Regions from separate parts of the Mus musculus genome. Here region 1 is linked to region 2. The links are chromatin contacts, called in public HiChIP or PLAC-seq maps. All regions are on one chromosome and are shown on one strand. The core of a region is the stretch at or near the end of the contact, and the rest is flanking DNA. Distances in the headings are between cores, read along the strand shown.

Region 1 (7,115 bases), core at 1,483-3,982, 47 kb before region 2:
ACCATTCTCCGTTCCCACAAGCAAGGTCAAAGAGTTGAAATCCATGTTTGCCACTACCAGCACTAGTCATTTTTGCCCTGCTTGTTTTTTTGAGAGACAGTCTCACTATGCAGCTTTGGCTTGCTTCAAACTCATAGACAGCCATCTGTTTCTGTCTCCCAAGCGCTGGGATTAAAGGTGTGTGCCACCATGTCTGGCCATTTTTGTTTGTTGTTGTTGTTTTGAGACAGGGTTTCTCTGTGTAGTCCTGGCTGTCCTGGAACTCACTCTGTAGACCAGGCTGGCCTCGAACTCAGAAATCCGCCTGCCTCTGCCTCCCAAGTGCTGGGATTAAAGGCGTGCACCACCACTGCCCGGCTGCATTTTGTTTTTTATATGGACTTCTTAGTCAGTACAAGATAGGAATGGAATGTGGTTGGGATTTACATTTCTGTAATAACTGAGTATCTGTACATGTGCTTGCAAGGCCATTTATGTACTTGGAGACATCTCTGGAGAAATGCTCAAAGTTTTAATTTGTTTTAATTTATTATTGTGTATGATAGCATGTGTGAATATATAAATAGAGGCACACATGCCACACTGCACATGTGAGGTCAGAGGAAAACTTTTGGGGACAGAACTGCTCCCCTTACTGTGGCTCCCGGGCATGATGGCACACTTCCATAATCAAAACTCATGGGAGGTAGAGGCAGGATGATCAAGATTCCAAGGCTAGCCTTGGCTACATAGTGTGTTTGAGGGCATCCTAGGCTACTTGAGACCCTGTCACAAACAAACAAAAAGCCCTCCAGCAGAGCTGGAGACAAAGGCATGAGGATCATCATTACAGGCTTGTGGCTACCTTGATCCAGGGCAGCTAGAATACCAAGATCCTGACTCAAGACGCTGCAAAGCAAATCCCCAAAGCAAGTCTACATTAACATAGATTTACTCGGATTCCAACAGGAGGGAGAGGGAGAGAAAAAAAACCCAGAAAATAGACTAACTCTCAACTAGGGAAGATTTAAGACTGCAGGAGAGATTGGGTAACTGTCTGGAGACATTATTGTCAAAACTTGTCTGTATGCCTAGAGATTAGTGGATGGAAGCCAGGAAAACTGCTACATACTACAATACATAGGACAGCTCCGCCAAGTAACTATGTTGACCCAAAATGCTGATGGAAGGAAACCAGTCACAGGGTACTGAAAGATGATAAGCAAACTAAGAGAAAGGAGCCCCACCCACCCTAGCTTCCAATTCACGCTTTAACTTATGCACTACAGTATGGCCGGGTCTTACAACACCAACCATTTAACAGACTTCTCAGCAGAGTGTGCTGAGATTGCTAAGCGAAAGGCTCCTCTGTAGTTCCCAACGGCCACGAGAAAGATCAGAGTCACTAGGCTAAAGACAGTAAAGGAGACGTCACTCCTGTCATATGGCCAGCTGTGCAGTCTTCTCAGGCACGCGGATGTCAGCACACGGAAAGCTTCTATAAACAGTGGAGGCCCTAAAGGGCCTTCTGGGTCCCTACTGTTACTCAGCTACTTGTGGGTTACAGATTCACTTGGGCCTGGATACCGGGATGAGCTTCTCTAACCCAGGGTGCTAACTACACTCCTCAACTGAGGGTGAACCCCAGGTGTGGCTTTTCTCCTCCCAGCCCTAAGTAGCACACAGAGCTTCCTCATAACTAACAGTCACTCTCTATAAGACTTACACATTTACCCACTCAGTCTACTGCGTGGTTTCTGCCTCCTGAGCAGGCCTGATGAGTCACCAAGACTGAATGAAATCCTGAGCTCCATCCCGGGACTCACACTGTGGAGAAAATCCAACTCCTGCAGGTTCTCTTCTTCCTTCTAACACACATGCACACATACACACACATTAAATGTAATGAAAAACTAAAACCACAAAGAATCTGTATTAATTACTCTTAAACATCCTTATAAAATCTGTATTTTCCACTGGTAGGCCAGCTGGGCTTTAACTTATACCAACACTCCAGGTTCTGCCTCCCAGGTGCTAGGATTACAGATATGCGCCACCACACCCAGCTAGAGTTATTTTTATAGTTATTAAAAGATATGAATAAAAGTCAAAGAACAGCAGCGCTAAGAGAAGGTGCAACCAGGTGTCTTTATACCGGAAGTTTGTAATGATGGTCCTTGCAGACACTCATCAGTTTAAAATTAAAACAAAACAAAACAAAACCAAAACAAAGCACCCAGAAGCGCTTATCCAGAACATTATCTGTCCGTGAACCCTGCATGGTGGTACATGCCTATGATTGTAGCCAGTGGACAACTGAGGTGTGTTGTGTGAGACATGGCACACGTGTTCTCACATCCCAGCACCCTGCGGGAACCCTCTCTACCGAATTCTTTTTTTCCCCCCTTGGATTTTTTTTTATTTACATTTCAAATGTTTTCTTTCCAGGTCTCCCCATCGTAAACCCTCTATCCTTCCCCTCCTCCCCCTGTCTCTATGAGGGTGCTCCCCAACTCACCCACTCCCATCCTCCTGCCCTGGCATTCCCCTACACTGGGACATTGAACCCTCTCAGGCCCTCGGGCCTCTCCTCCCACTGACATCCAACAAGGCCACCCTCTGCCACATATGTGGCCAGCGCCATGGGCAGCTCCGTGTTATTCTTTGGTTGGTGGTGCAGTCCCCAGGAGCTCCCGGGGAGGGGGTGGGGTCTAGTCTGTTGACACTGTTGCTCCCTCCATGGAGATGCAAATCCTCTCAACTCCTTCAGTTCCTTCTCCAACTCCTCCATCCGGGACCCCAGAGCTCAGTCTGGCAGAGCCTCTCAGGAGAGAGCCATACCAGGCTTCTATCAGCAAGCACTTCTCACCCTTATTCTTAAGACAGGGCCTCTCACTGAACCTGGAACTCCTTCAGAGGTCATAAGCCCTAGCAAGCCTCCTGTCTCTGCACCCCTCTCTGCACCCCACAATGGAGTTGCAGGCAAGATTTTTTGTTTGTTTGCTTTTTGTTTGTTTTTTAACGTGGGCTCTTAGGATTCAAACTCAAGACCTGGTGCTTACAGAGCATGCTCTTACCCACTGAGCCATCTCCCCATCTCCCCAGGCCCAAGCACGATGCTTTTACAACTGTCCTTCAGTTTCTTCTACAAAGTACAAATGGTAAGAACACATATTCATCATGATAGTACTGAAAGAAAAAGTAATCAGACAGACACCAAGTTTACTTCATGTTTACCATGACCTTCAGAAGAACTGCAAGTGCTCTTATGAAAAAGTATTTCTTTCAAATTTACCGGAAAGCTGAAGATTCAAACATCAAAACTTTCATCACAGGCTAGTAACAAATGTTGTTGTTCTTGTGTGTTCACATTACAACACTTGAAAGAATGGTCTTCACCCAGAGTCACATCTTCCTGTAATCTCTGCGGTAAGAAGTGCACACTGTCCTTCCAGAGAACCGCAATTCTACTCCCAGAACTTACCACCTGAATGTTAGGTGAGGGTATCCAATACCCTTTTCTGGCCTCTATGGGCACTGGAACGCAAATGCACATACCCACATGCAGATCTACAAACATATACATAATTTGACAAATAAACCAGGCAAGTGTGATTTAATGCAGCATTTAGGAGGTAGAAATGACTAGGGAGTCTGAGGCCAGCCTGGTCCAGGCCCCAGGACTACACATGAGAGCCTGAGTAGTGAGTAGTTGCTTTTCTGCTGTGGTGATGAAACACTATGACCAGAAATGACTTACAGAAGAAGGAGTCTCTCTGAGCTTATGGTTCCAGGGGGCAAGAGTCCAGGATGAGGAGGAGGCATGGCAGCCAGTAGCCACATGGTAGTGAAGAGCTCAAATCTTCAAAGGCAAGCATGAACCAGAGAGAGCAACTGGAAGCTGGGTGAGGCTACATCATCTTAACATCTGTCTGTCCCCAGCAACATGATTCCTCCAGCAGGGTTGAACCACCTGACCATCCCCAAACAGTGCCACCAACTGGGAACCAAGTGTTCAAAGATGAAGCATATGGAAGACAGTTCTCATCACAACCATCATCCCTGCCTCAAAACTTAGTATTTATTAACCTATTTGCTCAATTTATGGTTTTATTTATGTATTTATATATGTATGTATGTATTTATTTATTTGGAGGCAGGGTTTCTCTGTAGCCCTGAATGTCCTGGAACTCACTGTGTAGACCAGGCTGGCCTCAAACTCAGAGATGCACCTGCTTCTGCCTCCTAAGTGCTGGTTTAAGGACATGTGCCACCATACCTGGCTGGCTTATTGTTTTTTAAGTCTATGTTTATGGGTATGTGTGTACATATGTGCAGGAGTGCTGGGATTAAATGAAATTGGCTACCATGTCTAGCCAAAAAAAGAGAAAGAAAGAAAGAAAGAAAGAAAGAGAGAGAGAGAGGGAGGGAGGGAGGGAGGGAGGGAGGGAGGGAGGGAGGGAGGGAGGGAGGGAGGAGAGAAGAGAAAGAAAGAAAGAAAGAAAGAAAGAAAGAAAGAAAGAAAGAAAGAAAGAAAGAAAGAAAGAGGGGAGGAAGGAAGGGAGAAAGGAAGGAAGAAGGAGGAGGAGGGAGGAAAGAGAGAGAGAGAGAGGGAGGGAGGGAGGGAGGGAGGGAGGAGAGAAAGAAAGAAAGAAAGAAAGAAGAGAAGAGAAGAGAAGAGAAGAGAAGAGAAGAGAAGAGAAGAGAAGAGAAGAGAAGAGGAGAGAAATAAAGGTCCTTAAAAAGACTTATGGAGCCATCTCTGATTATCTAAATGTGTTCCTGTACAAAGTACAGACTGAATCTCATGACCTGATCCACCATGTGTTGAGAAAGTGTTCTTTCTCTCAGTCTCAATGAGTGTTGTCACATCCTGAGATGAGGTCCAGAAACAAACTGAACAATGAATCAAACACACTTCACTTCACTCAGGAGGCAACTTAAAGAAAGACAAAATCATAAATTTACTTTTAAGTTTTGTACAGACTAAAGGCAAGGATAACCCATACTATGGTCACTCTAACTTTTAAAAATTGTTTTTACTTCATTTTATGTGTATGGGAGTTTGCCTACATGTTCATCTGGACACCATGTGCATGTCTGGCATCTGCAGAGGCCAGAAGAGAGTGTAGGGTCCCCTAGAGTAGGAATTACTGATGGTTGTGAGCCACCATGTGATGCTGGGAATTGAACCCTGGTTCTCTGGAAGAACAACCAGTACTCCTAACTTCCAAGCCACCTCCACAGCCCTGGTCAGTAAAATCTTTTCAGTGTTTATTATATAAGATATCGTCTCTTTATCTAATACAAATTCTTTATGTTAGGTAAGAGAATGTCAGTTCAGCAACACTGATGATTGTTGACGAATGTTTGCAGGCAAAGACACACTAGTGGCCAGGGCAGCTGTAGAATGAGCTGCAATCCTTCTTGGGCTACCCCTCACTGGGATCACCTAGGAAGCATTTAAAAGCACCAATGCATGGGATGTTCCCTAGATCAATTACAGTGCCCCCCTTACTGGCACCAGTACTTTTTCAAAGCTCTCCAGATGACTCCAATATGTAGCCAGAGTTAATAACCTCCAGATGTAATGGAATATGCCTTCATTTTGGAATCAGAGGCAATCTAGGCTAAAATTCCTGGTCCCACCTCTTTAATAGTTAAGTTCATTTCCTTATTTGTACAGTTGATAACGTTTACTTAATCTTTATAAGGAATCACAAGATAATGCATGTAAGAGTATCCAGGTCTAAGACATTACATAATTTTATTAATTATAATAATCTCTCTAAGAAAATCCCCTTCTATTGGTACTTCATTTAGTATGTCCATACTGGCAGCATGAAAATTTCCCTCGAAAAGATGTTCCTAATTTACAAACAGTTCACGATCTTACATTCACTACCACAAAAGAATGGAAACAGCAGACAAAAAGAGTGTGGAAAGTGGGTTTGCTCAACTACTCTGCATCTAAAAACAAATAGGCTTTCTCCTTCACTTCACACATAACCAAGATTTCTAAAGTGTCTTACCGGCCCTTTTATTTGCACTACTAGTGCTTGGTGGCTCAGGTCTTCTCTGCCTACCCATATCCCATTTCCTCAAATGGCAGAGAGGGCTAAGACAAGTGGTCCTGAACTGAAAAAAACACACAGATGTTTTGCTGGTGGAAAGCAGCATCAAAGAGAAGCACCAAATAGCACCGGAGTGGAAAATCAGATGGGGGCTGGAGAGACGCACATCAGGTGGCATGGCCACAGCTACCTACTGTCCAACACCTCTGGCTTCCACGGGCATCTGCATGTGGATGCACTCAGATGCATCCTCTCTTTTGTTCTGCTCCTTACTGAAGGTGGGCATTTGCTTATTATTGTATGTGATACACTTATAAACAGGCATATGCTCACACATGTGTGCATGCACACACATTCCTCCTTTCTCTTAAACATTTATTCAGAAATTACTTTTTAAATTATTTCATGTGTAAAGCTGCTTTGTTTTACATGTATAACAGCATGCACATGCCTGGTGTCCACAGAGGTCAGAGGAGACAACCAACCCCCCCTGTACTGGAGATACAGATGATTGTGAGCTGCCACGTGGGTACTGGGAACAGGATCTAAGTACTCTGCAAGAGCGATCAGTGTTCTAAACCACGGAGACATCCCTCTAGTCCTTTATTCAGCAAATTTTAATAATAAGTGATACTCATGATAAACCCTAAAGAAATTTTAATCAGAATCCTAACGGAAAAATGAGGTTAATAAAATTTGAGACAAACCCAATATTTCCCATATTACTCACTTACAACTCAAATATCTGAACCTCATGGTATATTCTCTTGAGCATGGCACATGGAAACAACAGAACTAAAGACAGTGATGACGCTCATTAGAATATAAGATCTTTCCTTTGCCTCAGCTCTCTTGTCTTTTCTCTTCCCATTTCCTACATCACACCTCTCTTTTGTTCTTCTCCTTATTGAAGGCAGGCAATTATTGCTTATGCTTCACAACGTATGTGAAAAATGAGATTATCAGGTACTTAACACTTATATATCAAACCACCTTTAAAGGATTAAGTGAATGCAGACAAGTATTTCTACAAGGCCACATCTAAGGAGCTATAAGTAAACA
Region 2 (6,997 bases), core at 1,010-3,509:
AAACCAATTTGAAAAAAAACAGTAAAAGAGACAGTTAAAAGTAGAGCCAGGTGGTGGTGGTATAGGCTTTTAATCTCAGCTCTGGGAGGCAGAGGCAAGTGGATCTCTGAGTTCAATGCCAGCCTGGTCTATAGAGCAAGTTCCAGAACAGTCAGGAATACACAAAGAAATCCTGTACAGAGACAGAGAGACAAAGAGACGAAGGAGTGAGTTGGGGAGGAAAGAAAAGGAAGGGTGGAAGGAAGGAATCTGAACTTTTAATCCCAGCCCTCAGAAGGCAGAGGCAAGCAGATAGCTATGAGTTCAAGTCCAGCCTGATACAAGGCCACAGAATGAGACCCTGTCTCAAAAAAAAAAAAAAAGTAAAAGTAAAAAATAGATGGTTCAGCAGTAAAGAATTCCGGCTGCACTTGCAGAGCACATGGGTTTGACTCTCAGTCCCACATGGTGGTTCACATCCTTCAGTACCTCTAGTTCTAGCAGACTCCTTGATGGGCACTAGGCATAAATATGATGGGCATATGGATATGCAGGCAAAACCTGGTCACTTTATGATTAAAATGGAAAAAAAAAATAAGTCTTTACAAAGTCCCACAATGACCTTGTCTCATCTCTAAGCACTCCTATTTGCCCCTGGAATTGGCTAGTATGCTCCAATGGCCTTTCCATGTAGCTTAGCCTCACTCACATACCTTTTCTGTGAACAGCACTAGATCTCCCATGCACACCACCACCCCTACCCATTCCATTTCATTGGCTTATCCTTTTTCTAGAACTTTCTATCACCTGGAAAATACTTTTTTCCCCTTGGGACAGGTGCTCACTGTGTCACTCTGATTAGTCTAAAACTCACTATGCAGACCGGGATTAAAGCTGTGTGTGTGTGTTTGTGTGTTCTTTTCGGAGACAAGAGTCTTGCTCTGTAGTACAGGCTGGCCTCCAACCCAAAGCAACCTTCCTTCCTCAGCTTCTCTAGCACAAGGATTAGAAACGTGGGCAATCACAGTTGGGGTTTGTTTTGTTTTCGGGTTATAGTTTGGTTTTGTGCTGCTCAAGATCCAATGCAGGGCCAAAAAATGCTAGGTTGTTTTTGGGCTTTGGAGGATGTTGTCTGTGTGTTGCAAAGAGTACCATGCCCTCTAGGATTGCAGCAAACTCACTAAATAGCCAAGGCTGGCCTTAAACTCCTGATTTTCCTGCCTTCACCCCACCTCCACTGCTGGAATTAAAGGTACAGGCCACAAAACTGGGCTCAAAGTACAATTAAACTTAGTGTAACATTCTCACCTGCCAAGACAACTACCATAAAGCCAATGTTCTTGTTCTCAAATTTCAATTCAAACAATAATTTTAATGAAGTCAGAATATTTGCATCTGACTCAAATACTCGGTATCAAGGACCCAAGATACTTATCAGGTGAATTCTAGAAGGCTTTAGATAGTCAACTGCTCCTGGGGTTCTGACTAGTGAAGACTTGCTATGCTTTCTCAGTGAAAACAATGCTACATGCTTTGGGAGAAAAACCTACATGCCACCCAGATTCTTAGGTTCCTCAAGTTTATATTCTTTGAGAGCAATTTCAACAAAGTAACTAAATAAACGAAAGTGTTCTACTAACAGAAAAATGCATTTGTTAGTATTAAGTACTAAAATTAAACTGAGACTCAAAGAACTGCATCGAAGAGAAACAGTCTGCGTTTAGATAGAATCAAAAAGCACCGAAACAATTACGATTTAAATAAAATGCAAGTCCTTAACTTGAGCTCCAGACTCGATGCTACATTTCCTACCTTAGTAAGGAACTGACATACTAACTACCCAAAGGGACAGCTAGACTGCCCAAGGGCTCCCGGGCCGGTGTCTCGCCAACCCCACCTCCGCCCAGCGGCACCGCCTCCCCCGCCATCCCTCCGGGTGCGCTCTTTACACGGGCCGCTCGCCCGCAGCCCCTGCCCCTGCCCGGTCCCACTCCCGCCCCACACTTCCACGCCCGGGACACACATGAGCCCTACCCGAGGTGCCGGCTCTGCTCCGGCTTCCCGCAGCGCGAAAGCCGCTCGGTCGGGTTCTGTCTGCCGGGATCACACTGTCCTGCAGAGGCGCAGGAGCAGAAGTCCCAGTGCGCGCGCAGCCGCACAGTGCTGCCGCCCGGGTCAGAAAACAGCCCGACGGGCACTTCCGCCCTCGGAACCAGAGTGAACCGCAGCGCCGGGCGCCCACCGTAGGTCCAGTCACCCTCGGCGCCCGGAGATGACGTCACCAAGACCACGTGGCAAGCGCTCCGCCCTCCGAGCGCGGCCCAACCTGGCAAGACCTGAGTTGCTCCTGAGCGTGCGCAGACACACAGGGAGCGCCTGAACTCGGAACGAGTTTGCCGGTTTTCTTCTTGGATGGACAGAACGCAGTCGTTGGTGTTCCCGGTTGTCAGTGTGACAGTTGTGGAAGAACAGAGAAATAAAGGATCCTGAGACATCGGCTGCCGTGGTAGCAGCATTTTTCTCTTCCTCACAAAACAGTATTGTAAAAACCTTACTTTTAAGGGTGGTTGGGATGGTTTAATTTAGTTGGGTTAGAGTCAGGACAGGGGTATCAAGCTGCAAGTCTGGGACTTAACTAGGTATCTCGTGTTCCTCAGTCTCCCAAGTGCTAGAACTGCAGACGTGAGCCACCACACCCGGCTTTCAAGGTAAACCACATTCATTTGCTCGGTAGAACCTCCCCACTCCTGTAGGACCACAGTAGGCATTAGTGGCTGTATTTAACCCCAGTTGGTAAAAGTACCAAAACCTCCCTCACCTCTAAGAGTACCTTTCCTACTCTTATTGCTTTGAAAATAAAACAAAACGTAAAGAGTACTTGATCTGGGTCTTCACTCACCAAACATTTTAACACCCTCCTCCTCGTCCTCCTCCACCTTCTCTTCCTCCTTCTCTTCTCCCCTCTTACTCTTCTCTTTCCTTCCCCCACCCGGAGAGGATGAGGTGTCCAACTAGATCCTAAGAGATGGTAAATGGAGCCCCGGGAGCTGCAGTTACAGGCAGTTGTGAGGCACCCAGTGCAGGCACTGGAAATGATTTTAGTCTTTTGCGAGATCAGTGAGCACAATTAACTCTTAACTACACTGATCTGTAGGTATTTCTCCAGCCTTTTTTTTTCTTTCCTTTCTTCCTCCTTTTTTGGGTTTGAGACAAGCTCTCGTGCAACGCTGACTGACCTCAAACTCTATGTATAATCATGGATACTCTTTAACCCCCATCCTCCGATCTGACCTTGAATTTACCATCCTTCTGCTTCAATTTCTCTACTGGAATTTCTGCCACGACACTTTGCTCTGTCAGCAGCGGCAGAGCCTGGCTAGAGCCATGAATCTAAATAAAGGCAGTGTTACCTGAAGAAACCCAAGAGGGTCTTGTCAGACTTCTGTTGAGGAGAAGCTGGGTTGGCCTTCATAAGGCTCCACCTAATGTAATTTGGTGCCATTCTCTGGTTATCCTGGGTGTGGACCTTGTACCAGTGTCCACGTCCTGGCCAGTACTTAATAAAACTTGCTCCAAATTTGCCTCAAACTTTGTTGTAGTGATCTTGCTCTTGTCCCATGAGTTTGACACCTTTCTTTTGTGAGGTTCCTTGAGCCTTGGAGGAGATGGTGTCCCTTTTATGGCTGAGCATACAATAGTCATTTATTTTCAGTGCTTAGACCAGGTATGATTTCAGCTAGTAACTGATTACTGAGTTTAATATAGTAGAGATTTCTGCTTTGAGTAGGTGGAGTGTGTTGGAATTCTGTCTAAACTCCACCCCCACAGTTCCTGCCAGCAGCCAGGTATGCTCCTCCTCACAGTTACCTGGCAACAGCTAGATAGGCTTGGCCCAGTATAAAAGGGATTGCTTGACCCCTCCTCTCTCTTACCCTCCTACTCTCTTGCCTCTCTCTTAGGTCTTGCCCCCTTGCTCCCATTCCCCACCCTCACCCCCCATGTAGCCATGGCTGGCCTCTGCTTCTCTCCTCTCTCCTTCTCTCTGTCTCTGCTACCCTTTTAACTCCCCTCCCCATGCCCTAAATAAACTCCGTTCTATGCTATGCCTGTGTGTGGTCTCTGGGGGGGGGGGGGGGGGAGGATGCCATGGCATGGGCCCGCTGAGGTGTCTCCTTCACCCACACCCCGCCAGAACATACCTTAATAGCTCTTTCTCTTTTTGCATCGCGACTCGGATCTAGAAACTCTGCAGGTTTGCATCCCACCCCAGCTACCGCAAGAGATCCACGCTCGTTCGCTAGCCCAGATCTGGTAAACCCCCCATTCCCACTGGTCAGCATGACTATCTACATGGCCCCAGAAAAGATTTCTTGAGCTCAGAACTACCCCTCTTTTGAAGATCCTTTCCCTTGGGTGAGATTTCCCTCTCCTTTTTCTTGAGGCTGAGAATTCCAGGCCAGGTCTGGGAACCCCCCACATGTCTCGCCCTTGGGTCAGTCTGCTATAGCTTAGACTTTCCCCTAACCTCCTCTCATCTGCAGCCTGCTGTTCCAGCTGCTTTGCCTGAAAAGCAAGTTTGGCTCCGCCCCTGCCACAGATCCTGCTTGCTGCCCTCCCCTCTCTCCTTGGCTCTATTCTCCATGTGAGAGGGGTGGATCTGGCTCCAAAATGCTGCCTTCCCGCCTCTTTCTCTCTCTCTGCTTCTCTGCCTGAGACTTGGGTGGATGTGCCACAAGTGTATTGCTAGGATACTTTGGGCCCTTACTCTCCCCTGCCCACATTGGGCCCCAGCAGTGGCGCAGCCACCCAGGGCTGCATGACCTGCGGCCCCTCTGCTTCAGCCACTGCAGGCCGGCTGCTTTCTCCCCGACTCAAGACCCAGTCCCCAGCCTCTGCCATGTGGGTTACAGGCACAGTCAGAGGGGCCCAAACCAACCACTCAGTTCCACATTTTCTGCTACCAGACTGCAGAAGCCCACAAACACACACCGGCATATTGATTGGTAAAGAGTTTTCCGGTTGGCAAGAGGGATCCTAGATGCCCAAATAGTGCCTGGCCAGCCTCTTCTGCCCCGGTTCTTAAGACCGGCCTCCTGGCTTACCTACAAGTTAGGACATAGGACCAAAGGCAATTCATAAACCCTTTTGGCTCATGCAGCTGGCCGGAAATTCCTGGTATCAGGTTGAATTACTTTTGCCTGCGGCCGTGGCCTCTAGATTTTCACTTGACGACCTGAATTTCTAGTTTGACTTTACTGACCGCCACTGACCTTTACTCAGGATGCTGGAACGAAAGGTTCAGTGACCCTCTCATCCCCTGTCATCCAATGGATGCTAAATTGTCCTCAAACATATGTTTTAAGGGATCTTCACACATACTGCTAGCAGTCTGGTAAATGAGAAAAGGCCCAAGCACTTACCTGTCCATGCTGCCTCCATGCTTACTTTATGAAACACGCTTAAACCTGCTGGGACAAACTCGTTTTCTGTCACCAGGATTTTATGCCACTGCTGCCAGCTCTCTTAGGCTGGTTCTAGCCATATGCCTCTTTGCTAACGCTACCTAAGGTTCTCATTTCTATCCTTTCTCAATATGATTTTTACTACTGTCACTGAATTCTACTCAGTTATAACCAATCTATATAGGGCTCAATCTTGTCAGAAATCTGTTAACAATAAGGTTGTGACAGAAGCTGTGACCACGAGGGCTCAGAAGATGTGGTCGCAGCTACAGGATGCTGCCTGGATTGTGATATGGTAACCACTGAACTACGAAATGAACAACACTGGATACCCTGAATTAAATAACTTAGCCAAAACCAAGGTGTCTTAGTTAGGGTTTTACTGCTGTGAACAGACACTATGACTAAGGTAAGTCTTTAAAAAACAAAAAAACAAAAAAACCAAACATTTACTTGGGGCTGGCTTACAGGTTCAGAGGTTCAGTCCATTATCATCAAGGCAGGAGCATGGCAGTATCCAGGCAGGTATGGCACAGGCAGAGCTCTTACATCTTGCCCCCTTGCTCCTATTCTCCCCACCCCATGTGGCCATGGCCAGCCTCTGCTTCTCTACTCTCTCCTCTCTGCCTTTCTCTGCCTCTGCTACCTTCTTAACTCCCCTCCCCATGCCCTAAATAAACTCTGTTCTATGCTATACCAGTGTGTGTCTGGTCCCTCACAGGGAAGGGATGCCTTGGCATGGGCCTGTTGTGGCACCCCTTCCCCCACAACCCCCAGAACATATCTTCTAGCTCTTTCTCTTTTTATGATCACAACAGAGTGAATGAGAACTGTGCCTTTCAAACTTTGGACAGGTATTCTTACTTTAAAAAAAAAAATCTACATTTTTCTTCAAGTAATATAAACATGTACTAAGGAGTCTCATTTTAAAACAGCCCTGGTTTTTGTCTCAAGATAAATCACTGATGAAACTGATGATATGTTTAAGCACGTGAAGTCCCTTGAAAGCAGATTTTACTTTATTACTTATTAAATTCTAGAGCAAAATCATACTATTATTCAGTGTGATTTCTACAAATTTCCAAACAGCAATGTGCCATATTCAGTAGTACTGAAGAAATGTTTCTTAATTCTCCTTAAATGACTTCTGAGTCACCTCTGGTTTAGTTTTAAGTTCCTCAGACAGAAAGTTCTACCTACCGAGCAGACGAATATGGTTTACCCTGGAAGCCGGGTGTGGTGGCTCACGTCTGCAGTTCCAGCACTTGGGAAGCTGAGGAGCCCGGGATTATGATCTGAGCTTGGAATTAGGACCCGAGGTCCATACACTTGTCAACATTTCACCACAATACAAAAATAAATGAAGGTTTAGCAATATCTAATGCATCCCTCACATGAAGACTATGAGTCCTGAACTGTCCAGTTATAAAATTATCCAGATACATAGTAAAAAGGAGGATGTGGGGGACTACTGTTTTAATATATTCAGTTCTAGTATAGATCTAAGAATTCCAAAACATTTAAATGAACCCACAATCTTCTAAAGATCTCTAATA

Evidence for each region. HiChIP or PLAC-seq counts read pairs in DNA pulled down with a chosen protein or histone mark.
Region 1: an H3K4me3 HiChIP or PLAC-seq map of embryonic stem cells shows a contact between it and region 2, with 32 read pairs. The contact joins the enhancer-like site here to the promoter of Atg5 in region 2. A contact is called at or near these places in 1 of 39 promoter capture datasets (3T3-L1-derived adipocytes), 1 of 484 Hi-C or Micro-C datasets (stem cell-derived germline stem cell-like cells), 4 of 115 datasets of contacts at active chromatin or transcription factors (the SCID.adh cell line and embryonic stem cells) and 1 of 9 other capture datasets (liver).

What each region holds. Positions count from the first base shown.
Region 1 is chr10:44,311,083-44,318,197 of GRCm38.p6, reverse strand. All of the region lies in intron 5 of Atg5 (autophagy related 5), which reads right to left. Among named protein-coding and RNA genes, the nearest start is that of Mir1929, 45 kb to the left of the region's middle. Within about 2 kb of position 2,732, at least 55 of the 459 cell types and tissues checked have an H3K27ac peak or open chromatin away from gene starts, as enhancers often do. A contact at or near this core is called in embryonic stem cells, where this site is marked.
Region 2 is chr10:44,263,601-44,270,597 of GRCm38.p6, reverse strand. Atg5 (autophagy related 5) reads right to left here and starts at 2,259. Exons shown (of 8, transcript NM_053069.6): 1 at 2,014-2,259. It overlaps Gm40637 (a long non-coding RNA gene), which reads left to right and starts at 2,396. Exons shown (of 2, transcript XR_871625.2): 1 at 2,396-2,485; 2 at 2,637-2,856.